Regions from separate parts of the Mus musculus genome. Here region 1 is linked to region 2. Evidence: chromatin contacts called from public promoter capture Hi-C data. All regions are on one chromosome and are shown on one strand. Each heading gives the region's core, a stretch centred on a gene start, on an enhancer-like site or on the middle of the called end of the contact. The rest is flanking DNA. Distances are from core to core; before and after follow the strand shown. Region 1 has its middle 16 kb from the start of Gm11211. Region 2 has its middle 13 kb from the start of Rgs3.

Evidence for each region. Capture Hi-C pulls out chosen DNA fragments and counts their contacts.
Region 1: a contact with region 2 is called in a promoter capture Hi-C map of adipose tissue. The contact joins two enhancer-like sites. A contact is called at or near these places in 1 of 39 promoter capture datasets (embryonic stem cells), 7 of 484 Hi-C or Micro-C datasets (the C10 cell line, bone marrow-derived macrophages, colorectal tumor organoids and 4 more), 4 of 115 datasets of contacts at active chromatin or transcription factors (Th17 cells, embryonic fibroblasts, embryonic stem cells and 1 more) and 4 of 9 other capture datasets (adipose tissue, embryonic stem cells, liver and 1 more).

Annotation. Positions count from the first base shown.
Region 1 is chr4:62,741,269-62,746,007 of GRCm38.p6, forward strand. No RefSeq gene overlaps it. Among named protein-coding and RNA genes, the nearest start is that of Gm11211, 16 kb to the left of the region's middle. Within about 2 kb of position 3,438, at least 74 of the 459 cell types and tissues checked have an H3K27ac peak or open chromatin away from gene starts, as enhancers often do. A contact at or near this core is called in adipose tissue, where this site is marked.
Region 2 is chr4:62,604,376-62,609,296 of GRCm38.p6, forward strand. It overlaps a transcript of Rgs3 not described here. Among named protein-coding and RNA genes, the nearest start is that of Rgs3, 13 kb to the right of the region's middle. Within about 2 kb of position 2,381, at least 39 of the 459 cell types and tissues checked have an H3K27ac peak or open chromatin away from gene starts, as enhancers often do. A contact at or near this core is called in adipose tissue, where this site is marked.

The DNA.
Region 1 (4,739 bases), core at 2,188-4,687, 140 kb after region 2:
TCCAATGGAGTCTCATGGGAACATTTACCACACTCCAGGTCAGGTCCCGTGCTCAGGAGCAGTTGGCTGACATGAAGGATTCCATGGGGTTTGTTCTTGTTTATTGTTTTGGAATTTTGGGGCTTATCTTTTGTTTGTTTTGATTTTATTCTATTTTTATTTTTGTTAGACACACACACATAGAAAGACAGAAAGAGAGAGAGAGAGACAGAGACAGACAGAGACAGAGACAGAGGGGAGAGAGAAAAAACATGAAGTGGTGTGGGCAGGGGGGAGGGGAGGGCCTGGGGGGTGGGGGAGGAGGAAAACATGATTACAGTATATTGTATTACACATTTTTAATTGAAAAATAGCATGTAAATCCTTATCTCTTGCCCTCTGTGTTTCACTTTCCTCCCAAATGCCAACTGCCCAGTCCTCTTCAGACCCCAGCGGGCCCCTCTAGCCACAGTGGAGGGAAGGAGTGTGAGGTATTCAGTCGCCTGTCTGGACAATGGAGACTGTGGACAATGGGCCTGAGTGCCCTCGTGGAATGTTGTGTCAGAGGTGCAGGCTTAGTGGAGGAAATGGCAGAGAATGCCTTGAGCCTAGCACCAGGAAACAGAGCAGGGAGGGAGAAGGTTAGTCAGAAATCCCTGAAGAGAGAGGGGCTCAGGGGGCCAGGGGCCCCTTTCCCTGAAGGAGAGGCAGCCTCTGTTTGTTCCCTGAGGTTGGGTCTGGGTCAGCTCAAGTGTTCTGGGGAATGGAGGAAAAGGGGATGCTGGCTGAGGTCTGGGAGGGTCACCATCTTCAGCATACTGCCTGATCCTGTAGTCCTGCCGAAACAAGCCTAAGAGAATCTTCCGGGAAGGGGCTAGATCTACGTGAGCTGCAATACTCATGGGGTATGGGATTCATGAGGCAGAGGGAGGACCCAAGAGTGGGTCCATGTGGAACCCATCAAGGGGCCTAATCAGATAATAAAATACTCTGTACTACAAAGTCCCTTCACGCTGCACCTGGAGTCGGACGGTCCCCACGTCTTCCAGGGGACAGTCTCTCCTGGTAGCCCAGGAACAAGCTAACAGGCTTGTCTCAATAGACGCACCAAGGGATGCCACGGTGATCTTTGGCTGCAGTGATCAACCAGAAAGTTCCGGAGAGGGAGGAGGGGAGGCCTAACAGAGCACTACCCCATGCGGGATTTGCTGGGCTGTGTCTCCCCGAGCCTGGTCTCATCAGGTGACAAGGGGTGGTACTCAGGCCAGTTCCCTAAGGCAGACTTCTCTCCCCATTTTAGTCTACACAGAGACACATGGGCGCCGAAGGGATAGATATCATTGGATCTCTGACCATCTATCTCTCTGTGCCCTGCTGTGGTCTGGTTCCTTCTAACAGCACAGGAGATGAGGGACAGGTAGTGAGGCCCCATCATCACGCAAATAGAACTTCTGTCCTAAGGAAGAAGGGTCCCTCTAGGTCAGCTCTGGAACCCAGTGTGGGCCTTGGTAGGGGGGGGGGCTGCTTTGCTTCCAGGCCTGGTCACAGAGTCAAAGGTCAAGCCGTGCTAAGGAAAGCACCAGATCTGTGTGCTTTTGCCGCGCTTATCAGTTGTGGAGAGAGGTATGCGTACTTGTGCACCCAGCTCATAGCGCTTTCATTCAAGTCAAGGCTCTCCTGGTGAGGCTACCCACAGGGACACTCTGCCCTGGAGGTCACAGACTATGTGACAAAGAACAGGGACACAAGATTCCTGGAGAAAGCTGCTGGGGAGGGGTCCTGGTCCGGACATTCTTTCTGCAGAACCGAGTCCTTTTGTCCCCTAGGGGCGTGGGGGTACCTGCCTCGGGAGACCTGGGAACTCCCAGAGGGCAGGGACCATGGAACCACAGACAGGGAATTGAGAGGATCCTGGCCAACAGCTCTCTAGATGACCTTCCCTCTGTCTCCACCTGCCCTTGCATCACTATGAGGAGGTCAGAAAGAGTCTGACCACCAGGGTTCCTCGGAATTCCCCAGTCACGAAGGCACTGTGCATTTCCCTAAAAGGCCTGGCAGAGACATCTGGGCTCAAAGACTCCAGATTACATCAAAGAGCACGGAAGCAATCTGGTCAGCATTTCCTGGTGGAAGGTACCAGCGACATTCCTGGCCTTGAGGTGGCCCGGGGAAGGAGCAGCCAGCCCCACTGAGCCCCAGCGTGGGAAAACAGCTGGAGACAGCAGGGATTAGGAATCCACCCATGCCTGGCTCACCCACCTCGGGTTTCTCACCCAGGAGACTCTAGTCTGGTGTTGTAAACAGGTTTAAGGCTTCCAGAAGTCTGTGAGCGAGGGCAAGGGTAAGGTTTCAGATCAACACTGGAGTTTGGGGTTGCCAGCTTTCCTGGTGCTGTCTTGCATGTTGGCAGTGGGTGTGGGGCTTCTGTTGTTTGGAAACATGTCTCATATGACGGAAGAAAGGATCTGAAAACTACAAACAGAAAAAAATATCAAAGTTCAAATCCAACAATCACTACTGAATGTGTGTGTGTGTGCATGTGCGTGTGTGCGTGCGTGTATGTGTGTGTGTGCGTGTGCGTGTGTGTGTGTGTGTGTGTGTGTGTGTGTGTGATAGAGAGAGAGAGAGAGAGAGAGAGAGAGAGAGAGAGAGGGAGAGACATCATGGATTGTGTGGAGTGGACTGAGGGATCAGAGAGGTTATGTCACTTGCTTGGAGCCACACAGCTAGCAGTGGGCAACTTGGCTTTGTCCCTGTGGGAAAGTGGCTGAGACAAGGTGTTCAAGTTGAAGGTCCTTCTCATTCTTCCTCTGTTCAGCGTGTTGACTGGGTGGTAGACCTGGGCCCAGAGGTGAAACCCTGTTTCCATGGTTACACACTCCTCATAGCTGGTCTGATGGAGCCGCCTCCAGGAGCTCAACATCCAGAGCTGGTGCTGCTGAGGCTGGAGGAAAGGCTGACAGGCAATGTCCACCCCCAGCTCTGTTCACAGAAGGGTCCACAGTGACTGGAGGGCCCCCAGAGTCAAGGCGACAAAATGGTTGGGGACACTGGTTTTGCAAGCAGCTGGATCCGAATTCCAACTCAGCACTGTCTCTGTGACTTTGAACAAATTCCTTACCATCTCTGAGCCTCAGTTTCCCCAACTTGTTCAAGAAGAGGGAAACCACTTTCCTTGCAGGGAAGCTACACAGAAAGCATTTGGCCCATGGTCAGAGCAGCAGGCATGCTCCCAGAGGGAGCTGCTCTGGTTCACCCCAGGCCTGGGCACACCCTTCATATGCTCCTGGTTCTGTTCTCTCCAGATATCTCTGGGGTGCTCTGGGAGGCCAGGGCTTCCTTGGGTAGGGCAACCCAGGCCAGCTTCCCCACGGAGATCAAGTTCCCAGCTACTCCATGGAGCCAGATAAACACAGGGGAGACAGCTCGGCTCCTCAGGCCGCCCACTAACTACCAGATTCCGAAGCCACGCAGCTGCGGCTGCCCACTGTGATTGTGCCTGGCTCCAGTGTCCCTGGCCCGCTGCTGCCACCCTCCTGGGACCCTGAAGCCTGAACTCGGGGTGTGGTGAAGGCGGGGCTAACCTTGGCAGCTGTTTCCCAGGCAGAACCCTGGCCTTCTGGCTTTGCCCAACCAGCCACCTCTCTCCTCTGGTAATGACATCATTGACCTGTGGGGTGGACCCAGGGCTCTAAGGACACCCCCGTACCTGTGCATCTCAGCTCTCTACTGTCATACTTTATAATGTCTACACTTTTCTGTTCTTGGTTTTTACTTTCTGGACGACTAGGTTTTCAGCATCAATGAGCAAGATGTGAAATTCTAGATCCTTAATGAGTTGATAATTTGTGTCTGGTGAACTCTTACCAGTCCTCCAAAACCCAGCTCAAAACACCCTTTCTCACCTTCCTGTGACTTGCCTCAGGCCACTCTGCACAGTTCCCTGCACACAGTCAAGTGACCTTTTAGCAGTAGGGGACAGAAGGAGACTGTAAAGTCCTTCTCTCCAGGGAGCCTTCAGCTGCTGTCCTCTAGTCTCCATTTCATCCCCCCCCCCCACCCCCCTGCCCACCTTTGAGAGCCAGGTTCAGGTGGGCTCCTCCCACAGGCAGAGAGGAAAGGCCTAGACCACCCCCAGAGCCTGAGCTGCAGATTTTAATTGGTGTTTATTTGATGCCTGCTGGTCTCCTTTCCTGGAATGTAAATTCTCTGGGGAACTTGGGAGTCTGGTGGGCCCAGAACACTAGACTAATGTGCAAATGTTAAAGCAAGGGCCTGTCCTGTGCTCTGCCTAGGTTTCCCCTGCCTTCTCTCTCTCTCTCTCTCTCTCTCTCTCTCTCTCTCTCTCTCTCCCTCTCTCCCTCTCTCCCTCTCTCCCCTCTCCCTCTCCCTCTCCCCCTCTCTCTTCCCCACTCTCTCTCTCTCTCTCTCCCCCTGTCTGTCTGTCTGTCTGTCTCTCTCTCTCTTGTCTGTGTGCCTCTCAGCAGGACCTTTCTTCTCTGCCTTGACTGTAACATGTTGGTTTTTTAGATGTTTATGTAGAGAGAAAAGCATCCAGTATGCCCATTGTTTAACAGATGTAAATCAAGCTCCAGTAACTACTAGAGTGTCAGTAGCTGTGGCGGAAACCCAGGGTGTCTCTCTCTCTCTGTAAGGAAGAAGGACCTCAACTTCTGCCCCTTTACCAAGTGGTGTTGCCGACTGTGGCATTCTGAAAACAGAGGAATGAGTTCTTCATTGTTCATTGTTGGGATGCTCTG
Region 2 (4,921 bases), core at 1,131-3,630:
CCCCCAGCCTCAGCTCTTCATCCCTTCCAGCCTGGCTTCCCAGGCTTCATGCCTCAGACGGACGGGGCTCTGTGTGAGCCAAGCCCCAGGGTCCAACCAAACAAAACACAAAAGAAAACAAGAGATCGGGGGTTCTGTAAGACCTGCCGGCTGTGGACATCAGGCAAGAGAGCCATTCTTACCTTTATAGCAAGCACTTACCCCATTCCTGTCTGTCTGTCTGTCTGTTGATCTTTATTATTGTTGTTGTTGTTTTCTGTTTTGTTGGTAGGGCTGGGTATCAAATCTTGGGCCTCATGTATGCTAGCCACTTTACTAACTAAGCCACACCCCAGCCCTCATTCTCTTATATAGCAAATATTTTGCAGAACAGTTACTTATTGGCCCAGCAGTCTACTGGGCACTTTAGAGAGGTTCTTTTATTTTAAAAGTACAAGTGTCATGTGAGTGAATACCAATACGAGCTCTTAGGGAAATGAGGCACTCAGTCTGAGCAAACTGGAGTTCCTTGCTCTAGCATACATGGTAAGTGAATGGTGCAGCTGGCTTCACATGCAATCTGCCTGCCTCTGGACTCTGAGCTCGTGACCATTCTGTGGCACTACCCACTGCACAGCACAGTGCCCACACAGCCTGGGTTCCCATCCCTGGAGGCTGTCTTGGAAGGTAGAGAGCTCACCGGACTGGTCAAGAGACACAGGTTCTAAAGGAACTGCCATTTCCCTTGTTCTGTGACTCTACACATGTTTCTTAGAGTTTTGAGCCCTCCTGGCAGCCATGTTTGCTTCAGCTAGTAATGCTTAGATCGAATATGTTGAATATATTGCAAGTTCCCCCTCCAGCTATATAAGACTTGGGGAATGGATTGCGCTCTACTCTATACCTTGGTGAGGGTGCTGCTAGAACACGTTGGTGAAGGAGACGAGGCAGAGATGGGGTCAAAACCATCAGGTCAACTCAAAGACCTGGGGAAGGGTCAGAATCCTACTGCCCACAGCTATGTCTTCTATTTGAGTACAAAATAGAAAATGTCTTTCCATTAGCGAGTGCGTGCTTGTGCTGAAGTGTGTGTACTTCCATTCCCCCACCCTAACCCTTCTGTTCTTTTTCAGTCATAGAAGGCAAAGGCCTGATGAGCAGGGAGCCTGGCATCTGCGATCCCTATGTGAAGGTATCTGATGGGGTGAGAGGCAGGTGTGGGGTACTGAGTTGGACTCTCAAGGTCCAAGGACACCTATGGGTTAGTGACCATTCACCACCTCATTCACTGGGTCTCTGGGCATTCATGAGGCCCCACGCTGGTCTAGACTCTTGTTCTTTTGATTGACTTGTTCCCTAAGGCTTTGGTCAAGAGCTAGAGTCCTTAGGGTGATCTTGGTGATCCACGTGGTGACTGTGCTGGTGACTGAAACACAGGCTTTCTAGTGGACACGGCATCCTCACCCCCTTCCCTACCCAACCAGAGGCAGAGAGAGCAGTCAGACTTGGGCAGGAGAGCAGGAGGGGTTTCCCTGAGGGCTGGGAGATCTTTCTGAGTTAGACCCTGGCAATGAGTCCAGAGGACCACAGGGGTAAAGATACAGGAAGCCAAAGGCCAGGGGCATACCAGACTGTAGCAGCCAAGATGCCAGGTGCAGGCCTGACGCTCTCTTCCCTTTAAGTCCAGAAACCCTTCCTGCCAAGAGCTGGAGAATGGCTTTGTAGGAACAGGCTGGCTGCCTGAGGCCTGGGAGGAAGAGGACTGTAGTGAAAACATGGTCTTGGGGCCGCTTGGGGTGGGACAAGGGCAGAATGCCCAAGAGCACCTGGGGACCTAAGAGGGAGGAGGCCTTTGGCTTAGGGGAAACCTCCCTGGTCTAGGGAAGAATAGAGATGATAAGCTTATACCTTCTCTCTATCTTACTACCACCACCATGACTCCCTGTCCTGGTGTGCGTTCTACTGGCCGCAGGCAGGTTCCTTGTTTGCGATGGGGACTCTACTCTGTGGTCTTCTCAGGCTGGCTTGAGGAACACGGGGAAAGCTTTTACTTTGGAGCCTCGCAGAACTAGCTGTTCCGAGCTAGCTGTGGGGCTTGGGTGACTGTGTCTCTATGATCACCTAATGCTATTACTTTCTCTACTCAACGAAGGTTTCTTTGATCCCAGAAGACAGCCAGCTCCCCTGCCAGACCACACAGATCATTCCAGACTGCCGAGACCCAGCTTTCCACGAGCACTTCTTCTTGTAAGAGTCAGGACCGGCTTGGCCCTTGAGAGGAGAGGCAGGGAGGGGTTTGCCTGGAAAGATCTCAGTTCGCCAGATCTAGACACAGATCTGAGCAGAACAACAGTGACTTCTGAAGGATGCCTTTGTTGTCTCCTCCCCGGTGTCCTTGCATCCCTGGCCGAGGGCCCAGCAGCGGGGCCTACAGGAATAATGTGTCACTTGGCTGTCTCTCCTAACTACAGTAACTAGCTTAGGGCTGGCAGCACTCCCCCTACTCCCCCCCCCCCCAAAAAAAAGAGAAGCCGGTTGGTTTCCCACTGCCTCTGGCCAAGTTCTCACCTTCAATAGAAGGAATTTTCCAAGCTGAAGGGCGGGTATTACCTGTGCATCCCTTTTCATTTAAACTCATTAACCTCCCTGAGCCCCAGCTTCCTCATTTGTAGAATGGAGTTAATAATAGTTTCTTCCTGGGGAGCTTGGGACTCTTTAAGTGGGACGTGGGGCAGCGCCCATTGGCGGGAGAGCTGCTGCTGTTGTTGTTATATTATTTCTGTCCCTCCTCTCTGGATGCTCCAGGGCCAGTGGGAAGGGCATGGGCATTGACCCTTTTCCTGTTAGTGAGAGCGAATCATAATATTTTGGTTTGCTTCTCATTTCACAAGGTAATTCTGGACAATACGGGCGAACAGAAGGAAGAGAATAGAAAACCCTCAGCATCCTCCTCCTACTCACATAAGATAGGAGTTGCTCTGTTTCTTGTCAGATCTCTCTTTCTGTGGACGTGCACCTCTCTGTGTGTTTACAACACAGGACTGTTTTATGACCGTGTGTTCTGGCCTCTCTTTTGTCCCTAACAATGTAGTATGAATGCTATTATGCACGTGAGGACGCAGCTCCCACACGGTGGCACTATATTTAGCAAGTTGTATAGATGCCGGCTCAGCTGTTGTAGTCATGGCCAGCTCCGGGAGCCTGGCCTAGAGCTGGGCCCTCCTAATGCTCTGGTGGTCTGCTTTGCTTCCTAGTCCTGTCCCAGAGGAGGGTGATCAGAAGCGTCTTCTGGTGACAGTGTGGAACCGGGCCAGTGAGACCAGGTGAGGAGAACTGCTGTGCAGGGCTGAGAACCTTCTCTGGGTTAGGGGGTGGCAGCATACTTGAGGTACTTACCTTGTGCCTTCAGGCTAAATAAGTTGCAGAGGCTGGTACCCTGAGTCCCAGTCATATGGAGGTAGTGATGAAGAGGAGGCCAAGACGTTGCCAGTGAACATTTGCAAGCTCTTGGTATCAACAAGGAGGGCTTAACCCACAGATGGCAACTAGCATACACCAAGACTCAGCTCTTAAGGTGCCCACTCTCCAGGAAGGGATACGAGGCACTGTCTGGAGATAAAGGACAGTAACAGCACACACGTAACCCAGTTCCATAGGATACTGTGCACTGTCCCCCTCTGGGCCTACTTTGCACTGAGTCACCACTGTCCCCAGCATATGCATGCCTCATGAATACTAACGAACCTCTCAAACAGAACGGGATGACTGGAGAAGAGTAAGGATGGGAAAGTGACTCGGAGAGCTTCATGGGAAGTGTGGACTTCTGAACCTGGGTAGAGAGTAGAGGTGGAAGGGTTGTTTTAGACCAGGTGTGGCATAAGCAAGCAGGAAGTAATGAGGAAGTCAGGGATAGTTGTGGTGGCCTCAGGCTGCCATGATGAGACCTGGTTCAGGTGTGCAGAGATTGTGTGTGTGTGTGTGTGTGTGTGCGCGCAGAGATTGTGTGTGTGTGTGTGTGTGTGTGTGTGTGTGTGTGTGTGTGTGTGTGTGTGTTTAAAACACACTGATCTTGCAGGCAGTGGGGGACAAAGGAGGCAGTTGTGCTTGTAAAGAATGAGAGGCAGATGTTATAGCATGGGGGAGGGGTGTAGTGGGCAAGCAGCAGGAATGATTGGCTGCTAAGGAAAGCAGGTGAGAGCATCTGCCAGCCAAGCCCAGGGGCAGGAGCATCTCGGGACTCATTTCACAGAGGTAATCTGAGAATCTGGGAGACCCGGTGGCCAGTAGCCCTTGTCCAGCACCTGGAATAGAACTGAATGCATTTCAACGGGTTCCATGTGAACGAACATCAGCTCTGATCTCCAGCCCAGATCTGGAAATGCTTGGGGGATTGAATGTTTTTTGTGTATGCACCATGTTGGAGATTGAATCCAGAGCCTCGAATATGTCAGGCAGATGTTCCAGCACTGACCTACATCCCAACTCCTGAGTTCTTTCTGGAAACCCAAGTCCCACTAGCTATCATGCGTTTTTAGGGGTCCCATTTAACCTTGATAATGAAGAGTTTTTGTTTTGATGGAATCTTCTTTTCATCAGGGAACAATGTTCATGGTATTCCTTGCCCCATCCATCCATCCACCCAGCTGCTACTGCCTGGCAACCAACATTCTAGGTGCTGAGCACTCACACAGGTTTCTGGAACAGCAGTGAAAGAGACTTGAGCCATGGATGGAGCAGAGAGCATCACGCTGATACCAGGCACCTCACTTGCTGGGTGCTGAGCTGAGTCCAGCCAAGAATACATTTGAGTAGTTTACGCTAAGTTTCCAGAAGAGGTGACCAAGGCTCAGGAAGATGGGACCTTGCTCGGGGTCACTCAGTAAAGCTAATAGGAAAAGCCAGGCAGTTGGATCTAAGTTCTGTCCTTATCATTGTGTTGCCT